Regions from separate parts of the Sus scrofa genome. Here all the other regions are linked to region 2. Evidence: chromatin contacts called from public HiChIP or PLAC-seq data. All regions are on one chromosome and are shown on one strand. Each heading gives the region's core, a stretch centred on a gene start, on an enhancer-like site or on the middle of the called end of the contact. The rest is flanking DNA. Distances are from core to core; before and after follow the strand shown.

Region 1 (3,197 bases), core at 57-2,556, 310 kb after region 2:
GACAGTTGTCCATAAGGACAACTAGAAGGAAGATAGGAGAGAGACTTTTGAGGGCAGGGGCTATTCTGGGAATCCCCAAATTCCCAAAGGGCATCCCCCTGTGGGACCTAGAGAGATTCGTTCTGGAGTCGACCTAGAGAGATTCATTCTGGAGTCGGATGTCCAGGAGTCTCAGAAATGAATCAGTGACTTGATCCAGCAATCCCACTCCTGGGCATCTATCCAGAGAAAACCATGACTCGCAAAGACACATGTACTCTGATGCTCATTGTAGCACTATTTTCAATAGCCAAGACATGGAAACAACCTAAATCTCCATCAACAGAGGAGTGGATCAAGAAGATGTGGTACATATACACAATGGAATATCACTCAGCCATTAAAAGGAAGGAAACACTGGCATTTTTAGCAACATGGATGGACCTAGAAATTATCATGCTAAGTGAAGTCAGCCATACAATGAGACACCAACATCCAATGCTTTCACTGACATGTGGAATCTGAAATAAGGACACAATGAACTTCTTTGCAGAAGAGATACTGACTCACAGACTCTGAAAAACTTATGGTCTCCAAAGGAGACAGTTTGGGGGGTGGGGGGATGTGCTGGGATTGTGGGATGGAAAGCCTATAAAATTGGATTGTGATGATCATTGCAAAACTACAAATGTAATAAATTCATTGAGTAATAAAAAAAGAAAAACTGAGTGTTGATTGTACAGAAAAAAAAAAAAAAGAAAGAAAGAAAAAGAAAATGAATCAGTGCCAAGAGGAAAGTGAGTCCCCCCTGCCCCAGGTCAAATTCCGACCTAGATAGTGACAGATCCGACGCTGGAATTTCTGTCCCTCAGATTCTGTCACTGTTTTCCCGAGAATGTCCCTTGAGAGACTTAAACAGCTTGTGCTTTCTTTGGCTGGCGACAATGAGGGTCTTGCCAAAAGTTGAAGTAAGAGAATTCGGTCAGTGAGGTTTCCCCCGTACATGCCACCAGGGGTGAAGGGAACATTCAGCACTTGAGGGCATAGAAGATTTTTACTAATAGACCCGAGGATCAGAAGTTAGGCGAATTGCTCAGACTTAGACATGTACCCTCACATGCTTTTTCTACAATAGTGAACAACAGTCTACGTTTTTTGCCTGACGTAATAAGCCTACACGAGCAAAAGGAACCACAGAGATCAGAAAAATAGAATCAGAAAGCGCGAAACCGGAAAGAGTCCGCAAAATGCACAACCCCGGCAGTGCGTTGAGGGTCTAGTAAGATCTTGGTTGGTTAGGACCAGAAGGGGCGGAGAGAGGGCGCATTGCATGGCGGGAGAGACAATTCTCCGCGGAAGTCCCTCCTCCTCTGAAAACCGGGCGGTGTCGGCGCCAACCGCTTTCCGGGCAGCGCGGGAAGCTCGGTTTGTGGTGGTTTCCTTTTGACCGCTGTCCCATACTATCCTTAGAGGCTTTATATCCCTGAGACGTTACAATTTCAGGCCATTCGAGGCATTTGAGGCTATTTAAGACGAAATGGCTTCGGGCGAGAGAGGAGAAGGCGGTGGTAATGGAGGTGCTGCTGCCACCTCAGGCTGCCGGTAGGGAGGGAGTCTGAGGAACCTCTTAGTCGTTGGAGCCTGAGCTTTTTTCCTTTGGCGGGTCCCTGCCTGCTGCTAAGATGAGCTCTGCCTGCATCACTTCTTTCGAGAAGGAGCATCTCTGGATGTATCTGCGGGCACTCGGCTTCGACCCGGGCCCGGCGACCATAGCCTGCGGAAAGATCGTGTCTCACACGCACCTCGGAGTGTAAGGAGGCCCGGGCGGTGGGGCGGGAAAATCCGAACCCAGTCGCGCCGGGGCAACCCACTCTCTTGCGGACTTCCCAGGTGTTGAATTAAGTATTGGAGCGGTTGCTGTGGCCCGACACTGTCTTCTAGTTCCTGCTCTCAGTGGCTGCTAGCCTGGCGATGGAAACTATCAATTATTGGACCTTGCTGGGAGCGCTTTGTAGGGGAGTAGAGTCAGCAAGTGGGGTAAAAACTGGAGGGGCGGCTTATTTCTGCTTTGGAAGCAAGCTGAGTAGTCCGTGATGTCGAGGTAGAGGTGGCGGCTTGGTAATGGAAGGACGTGTGCAAACGCCTTTAGGACTCTAGGGAACCTTGTAAAGTGGTTACTCTTTATATTTCTACTTCTTGAATTAGCAAATTGCATGAACTTGCCACAGTTAGCAAAAAACTGGTAGAGAGAATGGTGTTAAGATGAAGAGTAAATCCATTTCCTACTTTGCCACAAATATTACAGTTGTTATTTCTAATACTGAATACTTTGTTTATATCTTTGTGTGTTAACTTGCCAACTTTAGGCAGTATCTATTATCTTTCTCACTGTAGGCCAGGGGAAATTTGAGATACATGGAACCAGCCACTTTTGCAACCTACACTACAGTTCATGGCAACGCCAGATCCTTAACCCACTGAGTGAGGCCAGGGATAGAACCTGTGTCCTCATGAATGCTAGTCAGATTTGTTTCCTCTGAGCCATGAGGGGAACTCCATGTATGTTTTTCTTAATTGGCTGTAAGTATGTGTACGTGAATTACAAAAATTAATTTGCCATGACCTATTGAACAGAATTAAAAATATTAATTTTTTTTTTTTTTTTTTTTTGCTTTTTCAGGGCACACCCATGGTATATGGAGGTTCCTAGGCTAGGGGTCTAATTGGAGCTGCAGTTGCCGGCCTATGCCAAAGCTGCAGCAATGCCAGATCCGAGCCACATCTTCGACCTGTACCATAGTTCACGGCAACACTGGATCTTTAACCCACTGAGCAAGGCCAGGGATCGAACCCACAACATGGTTCCTAGTTGGATTTGTTTCTGCTGCACAATGATGGGAACTCCGAAAAATACTAATTGGTATCAAACTGTTATAAAACTTTTAATGATGTTTAGTTTTATTAACCATTCCCCCTCACCCTCTTCTGTTTCTTTTCAAACCACTAGGAACATGTTTGATAGGCTGAACCGTGATGCCTTTCAAATAGTTTGTTATTTTTTGTTTCAAACACTGGACCAGTCTCTCACCAAAGAAGTTTTCAAGTAAGTAAAAGATGTTCCTTTTTTTTTTTTTGATAAGGGATTATGCTATGATATAAGCCAAAATTTCTACTTTGGCATCGAATATTGTTTTCAATGGGTGTTAGAAAAATCAGGT
Region 2 (2,802 bases), core at 87-2,586:
CTCTGGATCGTGGCCCCAACCGTACCAGAGTTGTGTGCAGGTCATCTCCCTTTGTCAAAGACTAGAAGGATGACGGGATCCCCACATGGGAGATCCCTCCAGGCAATAAGCATTCAACTCAAGCCAAGGGCATTCTCTCCAGCAAATCTAAGAAAATCCTCAAGAACAACTTCAAATACACAGTGACTCTTAAATCAGGAGTTCTGTTTTCCACGTTATCAGAATGAAAAAAGAAGCCACAGAAATGACCACGCAAAGTCTTACATTTGGTACCAGAATCCTGAGGCAGGGGTACAGCAAAAAGAGGAGGCATTTCCTTCCCAACTGCAAGCATTCCCTGCCACAAAGACTAAAAGCACACAGGATTCTGCAGTGGGGAAGTTTCCACTGGTCAACATCTAGAGACCTAGGCAAGTCCAGAAAACACACAATCACTCAAGAGTTTCCCTTTCACCTTCCAGGCTTAATAACTGGAGAGTCACAGAACTGAGGGAGCTGAATTTGGGGCTGGTGTGACACTCCTACTAGAACTCGTGGAAATTAACTTGATTCTGGCCCAAAGTAACTCGACCTACTACTGGTGCAAGTCAGCACAGTCGGCGTGGGCCCCGCCCCGGAGACCTGCTGGAGGTCTCCCCCCTTCCCCGGACTCCCTGAGCAGGTACTCAGGGCAAAAACCGCACAATGGGACCCGACTGCGTCACACCACAGAGATCCTAAGCTAGGAAGGGAGTTGTCCCAGCGAGCTCACCGCCACCAACTGACCCAGACTGGAAGAATGGGGTTACACGGAGCACTGGCTCCGCGACGGATGAGGATCAGACAAGACAATAGAATCAACAGAAAGAAATGACCAGAGGAGGAGGATGAGCCCAGATGTCCGGGACGGGGACAGGAGAGGAGGACAGATGAAGAAATGGAAGGCGAGCAGGGAAGGGGGCGTGGGTCGAATCTGGCCCTGGAGCGAAAATGCCCCGGATACACGCAGAGATCCAGGTCCCAGGCTCCAGCCGCAGCGGCGCTTGGGGACAGACCCCTCCCGCCAGCCCGGCTGCCATTCCCACTCCCACGCCTCGCACCGTGTTGTAGAACTCGGCGATGGCAGGCACGATGGTGTAGTTGTCCTCGCACCAGTCCACCTCCGAGCTGCCAGCCCGCAGCTGGTCCCACCAGTGCGGGGCGCTCATGGCCGCTCCAGAGCATTGGAGCAGCTGCTCCCGCAGCCAAGAGGAGGCCAGCGCTACTGCTGGAAACCAACGGTGGTGGTGGCAGCAGTGGCTGCGGCTTTATGCACCACGGGACAGCCGCCGGATGTGGCGCCTTCTAGGCCAGCCTCTCCGGGCTCTGCTCTGCCCTGTAGGACGTGACTCGCTGGCAGACCCCTCCCTCGGCTCCGCCCCCTAGGGGAGCCTAGAGATGGCCACGCCTAGAGGCGGGAGGTGCGGGGAGGGGGGGGGAGGGAGCACGGGTCCCCACGTCTCTAGACCCTCCTGTTTCCAGCAGGTGGCAAAGGTTTGACGGGTCTGCCCACGCCTGCCCACGCCCACTTTCCAGCTCAGACTAGCAGGCACCCCTGCCCCTTGTGCAAAGAGAGTCAGAGGCCACTCTGGCAAAAATTTAAAATAAGGAGAAACCCAAGAGGAAGGACCTGGGCTCCCACGGAATCTTGCAGGAGTTTGCTCCTGCGATCCTGCATTTCACTTGGGACGGCTCGGGCCCAAGAAAAGTCCTCAGTCCTTCCAAAGCCAGTAAGGGCTTGCTTGGTGCCATAGGCTGGGGCAGGGAGACCTCGGGGGCTGGAGTCTCCGCCGAAGACTCTCCCACACAGCCTCTGCCACCCACTCCTGAGTAGAGAGCTTCTGCAATTTTGAATACTTTCCTCCCCTTTGGGCCCTTGAACTCCAGCATCAGAATTTAATTTAGTCTTCGATTTACACATAGGTCAAACTTGAGCTATCCCAACCTCCAAAAGGATGTAGTGTGGCTGGTCTGACACCTCCAGAAGATCCCAGTATATATATTGCACTATGTGCCAGGTGCTGTTTGAAGAGCACTAGGTGCTGCTCACTTAGTGTTCCCATAGGGGATCCTGTGAAGTGAGTTCTATGGGTAGTGCCAAAGCTAGAAATCAAATTCGGGATGATCTCAGATATGCTCATAACCACTTTTGCTTTTGCTGATCTAACTATTCTGTAGTTTCTAAATTGAAGCTTAGCTGATCCCACTGATTCCTGGAGAAAGAGAAAACCAATCTTTTCAGTTTTGATTGCAGCTCTGGTCCTTCTTCCTTGGGCAGGTCTCGGATTCCAGGTCAAGATGGCATTGGCAGAAAGCTGGCCAGGTGACTGTCACTAGGATCTCCTTGCACCAGCCTGCATGATATCCCTGAAGGCAGTTCTGACCTCTCTTTGGCCTGACTCTCCACTTTGGACCCAGGCTGGTGCTCCAGTGCCTTATGCCTCCAGAGTCCATCTTCCATAGATATTAGCACAGCCATTTGCTTCTCTTTCCAGATGTCCATCACTGGCAGATACTCCAGCTCCCCTGTATCCAGGAAATCCAGCTTTCTCTCCTGGGGGTCAGACTACAGTTCTTTCAACTTTGTCTCAACTCCTATCCTGTCCTCCTGGACAGCCAGTTCCATGACTTTCTCTTAAGGTCAGAATTACCCAGATCTGCAGGATGCTCAGTGTGAGGTGGCCCCTTAAGTAGGAGGATGAAAATATTTCCCACAAACACAAAAGAAAATACATCAGCTAGTTTCTCAGTGTCCAACACTGCTATACCAACTGTCTGACAGTA
Region 3 (2,922 bases), core at 395-2,894, 270 kb after region 2:
GGGAGGCTGAGGCCCCGGGGCAATGTCATCAGATCCCCAGCCATTCACCGTGGCAAGGTCCACACAAACCCTCTTCTGCTTGGGGTGGTTGCGTAACTTGTTTGCTCATACAAGTTTGTTCAAGTCCTTGCCTTTTACACAAGAAAAAACTGGGGCTCATAGGATGATGACTTTGTTTCTTATTTTTGGCCATGCCAGTGGCATGTGAAAGATCCCTGGCCAGGTATGAAACCCACACCGCAGCTGTGACCAAGCCACAGCAGGAGGACTACAGGGGACCCGTAACTTCCTGAGCCACCAGAGAAATTTTTTTTTTTTTTTTTTTTTTTTTTTTTGGACACGTATGGAGTTCCCTGGCCAGGGATCAGATCCAAGCCGCAGCTGCGGCAACATCCTTCCCACCCCGTCCTTAACACACTGTATCAGGCTAGGAATCCAACCAATGTCTCAGCGCTGGCAAGTCGCTGCAGAGCCTGTTGGGCCCACAGCAGGAACTCCCACTAGGGAACTTTTTTTTTTTTTGGCCTTTTGCCATTTCTAGGGCCACTTCTGCGGCATATGGAGGTTCCCAGGCTAGGGGTCGAATTGGAGCTGTAGCCGCCGGGCCTAAGCCAGAGCCACAGCAACACGGTCTGAGCAGCGTCTGCGACCTACACCACAGCTCACCGCAACGCGGGATCCTTAACCCACTGAGCAAAGCCAGATCGAACCCGCAAACTCCTGATGATTTGTTTATTTAAAAAGAAAACGCATAACCCACAACTTTTTAAAAAAGAGGTCATCCTGCATAGTAAACATAGGCAGCAATCACCCCAGGGTGATTTTAGTCTTGATGAGGAAACAAAAGAGACTGAGGGTAGTCTCACAACTTTTGGAAATTCCGATTCAACTTTAAATTAGGCAGATGTTTGAGGAACTGATTTTATTTATTTATTTATTTATTTTTTGTCTTTTTTTTTGTTGTTGTTGTTGTTGCTATTTCTTGGGCCGCTCCCGCGGCATATGGAGGTTCCCAGGCTAGGGGTTGAATCGGAGCTGTAGCCACCGGCCTACGCCAGAGCCACAGCAACGCGGGATCCGAGCCGTGTCTGCGACCTACACCACAGCTCACGGCAACGCCGGATCGTTAACCCACTGAGCAAGGGGCAGGGACCGAACCCGCAACCTCATGGTTCCTAGTCGGATTCGTTAACCACTGCACCACGACGGGAACTCCAGGAACTGATTTTAAAGTCTAAAGAGCAGCAAAACCGCAATCTCTACAGATCCTTCCTGGGTTGGAATTTCACAAAACTGTAGGACTTATTTCCTTGCTATAAGTAACAGTCTAGACGCCACCGTTACCATTTTTAAAGACAGTTCTACTCCGAGGACTGATAGAAATCAACAGTTTAGTTACAGGCTGTCCCCAACACTCCTCCACCGCCTTTTGCAAAGCAACTACGCCTGCGTAGGCGCTGGCGCATTTTTGCCGGGCGCTGGGCCCCTCAGCTCTCCTGACTTAGGCAGGGCCCCCGCCAACGCAGGACAGACCCCGCCCCCGCCAAAGGCGCGCAGCTGCCTCTAAGGTCTCGGATTTCAAGAGGCCTCGGGTCACGTGGTGCGGGGCGGGTTATAAAGCCAGGCGCTGTAGGGCCCAGCTCTGTTGACTGCCGCGCTGATTTCCCGGGCTCTCGACTCTAATTTGCTGCTGGTCGGTGGGTGTGCGCCTCTTTCTGTGGTTTCTCCTGGCTGCTCGGCGCCGGCGGGCTTCAGGCTGGTCTCTCGCGGCCTCACGGCGGTTTCCGGCCCCGGCTGGGAAGGGGCGGTCTCCTGGGCTTGCGCTTTCCACCCTCGCTTTTGATGGTTGAGGCTTCTTTTCTGGCCGCTGCTATAGTGCGGTTGTAGCTTCTTGGCTTGGTTGCGGGTTAACAGTTTCCATTTGTTCCGAAAGGACATTATTAAAAGGAAACGCGGGAGAAAATCGTCTTAAGCCAGAATTTTCTGGGGGTACGCAGTGACATGCCGGCCTATTGATACTGGCCTTCAGCGTGGTTCTTGTTTCATGTAAAACACACTCTTGGCGGCAGTGTGAACTTACTGGCCTGGAAGTGATGGACAGAGGGTGTTCGGGTTCCTTCCTTCCCAGTTCTGCTGCTCAGCTGTAGGGCTGTTTGGTGTGGCTGTGGGTCGTTGGGGACAATAAGTTGACATTTAAAAGCGTCCTGAAAATTTTTTCTGTTCTTCGGAGCACTCCGTTTCTCCTGTGCTTAATGTCCTTTGAACTAGTTTCAGCCCTTTGACAAAGAATAAATTCCCCTCAAAGTGCTTCTTCTTGATCGTCTTGACTATCCAAGACGTCTTCTACTTGAAAGGCAGCTTTAGTTTTAACATGGATTTTTTTTTTTTTTTTTGGGGTCTTTTTCTAGGGCCGCACCCGCGGCACAGGGAGGTTCCCAGGCTAGGGGTCTAATTGGAGCTACAGCCGCCAGCCTGCGCCCGAGCTACAGCAACTCCGGATCCGAGCAGTGTCTGCAACCTACACCACAGCTCATGGCAAGGCCGGATCCTAACCCACTGAGCGAGGCTAGGGATTGAACCCGCAACCTCATCGTTCCTAGTCGGATTCGTTAACCACTGAGCCACGATGGGAACTCCTTAACATGGATTTTTACTTGGTTAGCATTTTTGCCCACAGATAGTTCTCTTCCAAAGGCATCTCAAATGTCCTGGTGGGGAAAATATTGAATTGTACACTTTAAGTGGGTGAATTATACACGTGAGCTCCGAAGCATCTGGGAATGTATTTACCCAGGGGAGAGTTCTGAGAGTCAGAGGGTGGGAAGAAGTGCCAGCTACCCTTAACTTCATCTCTGTTCTCCTTCCTTTGCTTGAAACTAGCTTTTGCTTTGGTTGGGGGTGGAATTTGGGAGAGTCTTTTTT

What was found. HiChIP or PLAC-seq counts read pairs in DNA pulled down with a chosen protein or histone mark.
Region 1: an H3K27ac HiChIP or PLAC-seq map of alveolar macrophages shows a contact between it and region 2. The contact joins the promoter of HAUS6 here to the promoter of ACER2 in region 2. A contact is called at or near these places in 2 of 47 Hi-C or Micro-C datasets (epiblast stem cells and heart right ventricle) and 1 of 2 datasets of contacts at active chromatin or transcription factors (alveolar macrophages).
Region 3: a contact with region 2 is called in an H3K27ac HiChIP or PLAC-seq map of skeletal muscle, with 4 times the contacts expected there. The contact joins the promoter of PLIN2 here to the promoter of ACER2 in region 2. A contact is called at or near these places in 1 of 47 Hi-C or Micro-C datasets (epiblast stem cells) and 2 of 2 datasets of contacts at active chromatin or transcription factors (alveolar macrophages and skeletal muscle).

The regions. Positions count from the first base shown.
Region 1 is chr1:203,718,947-203,722,143 of Sscrofa11.1, forward strand. It overlaps HAUS6 (HAUS augmin-like complex subunit 6), which reads left to right and starts at 1,307. Exons shown (of 17, transcript XM_013993527.2): 1 at 1,307-1,404; 2 at 2,987-3,082. The coding sequence starts at 1,310.
Region 2 is chr1:203,413,682-203,416,483 of Sscrofa11.1, forward strand. ACER2 (alkaline ceramidase 2) reads right to left here and starts at 1,337. Exons shown (of 7, transcript XM_001926911.5): 1 at 1,080-1,337. The coding sequence starts at 1,187.
Region 3 is chr1:203,682,403-203,685,324 of Sscrofa11.1, forward strand. PLIN2 (perilipin 2) reads left to right here and starts at 1,645. Exons shown (of 8, transcript NM_214200.2): 1 at 1,645-1,697.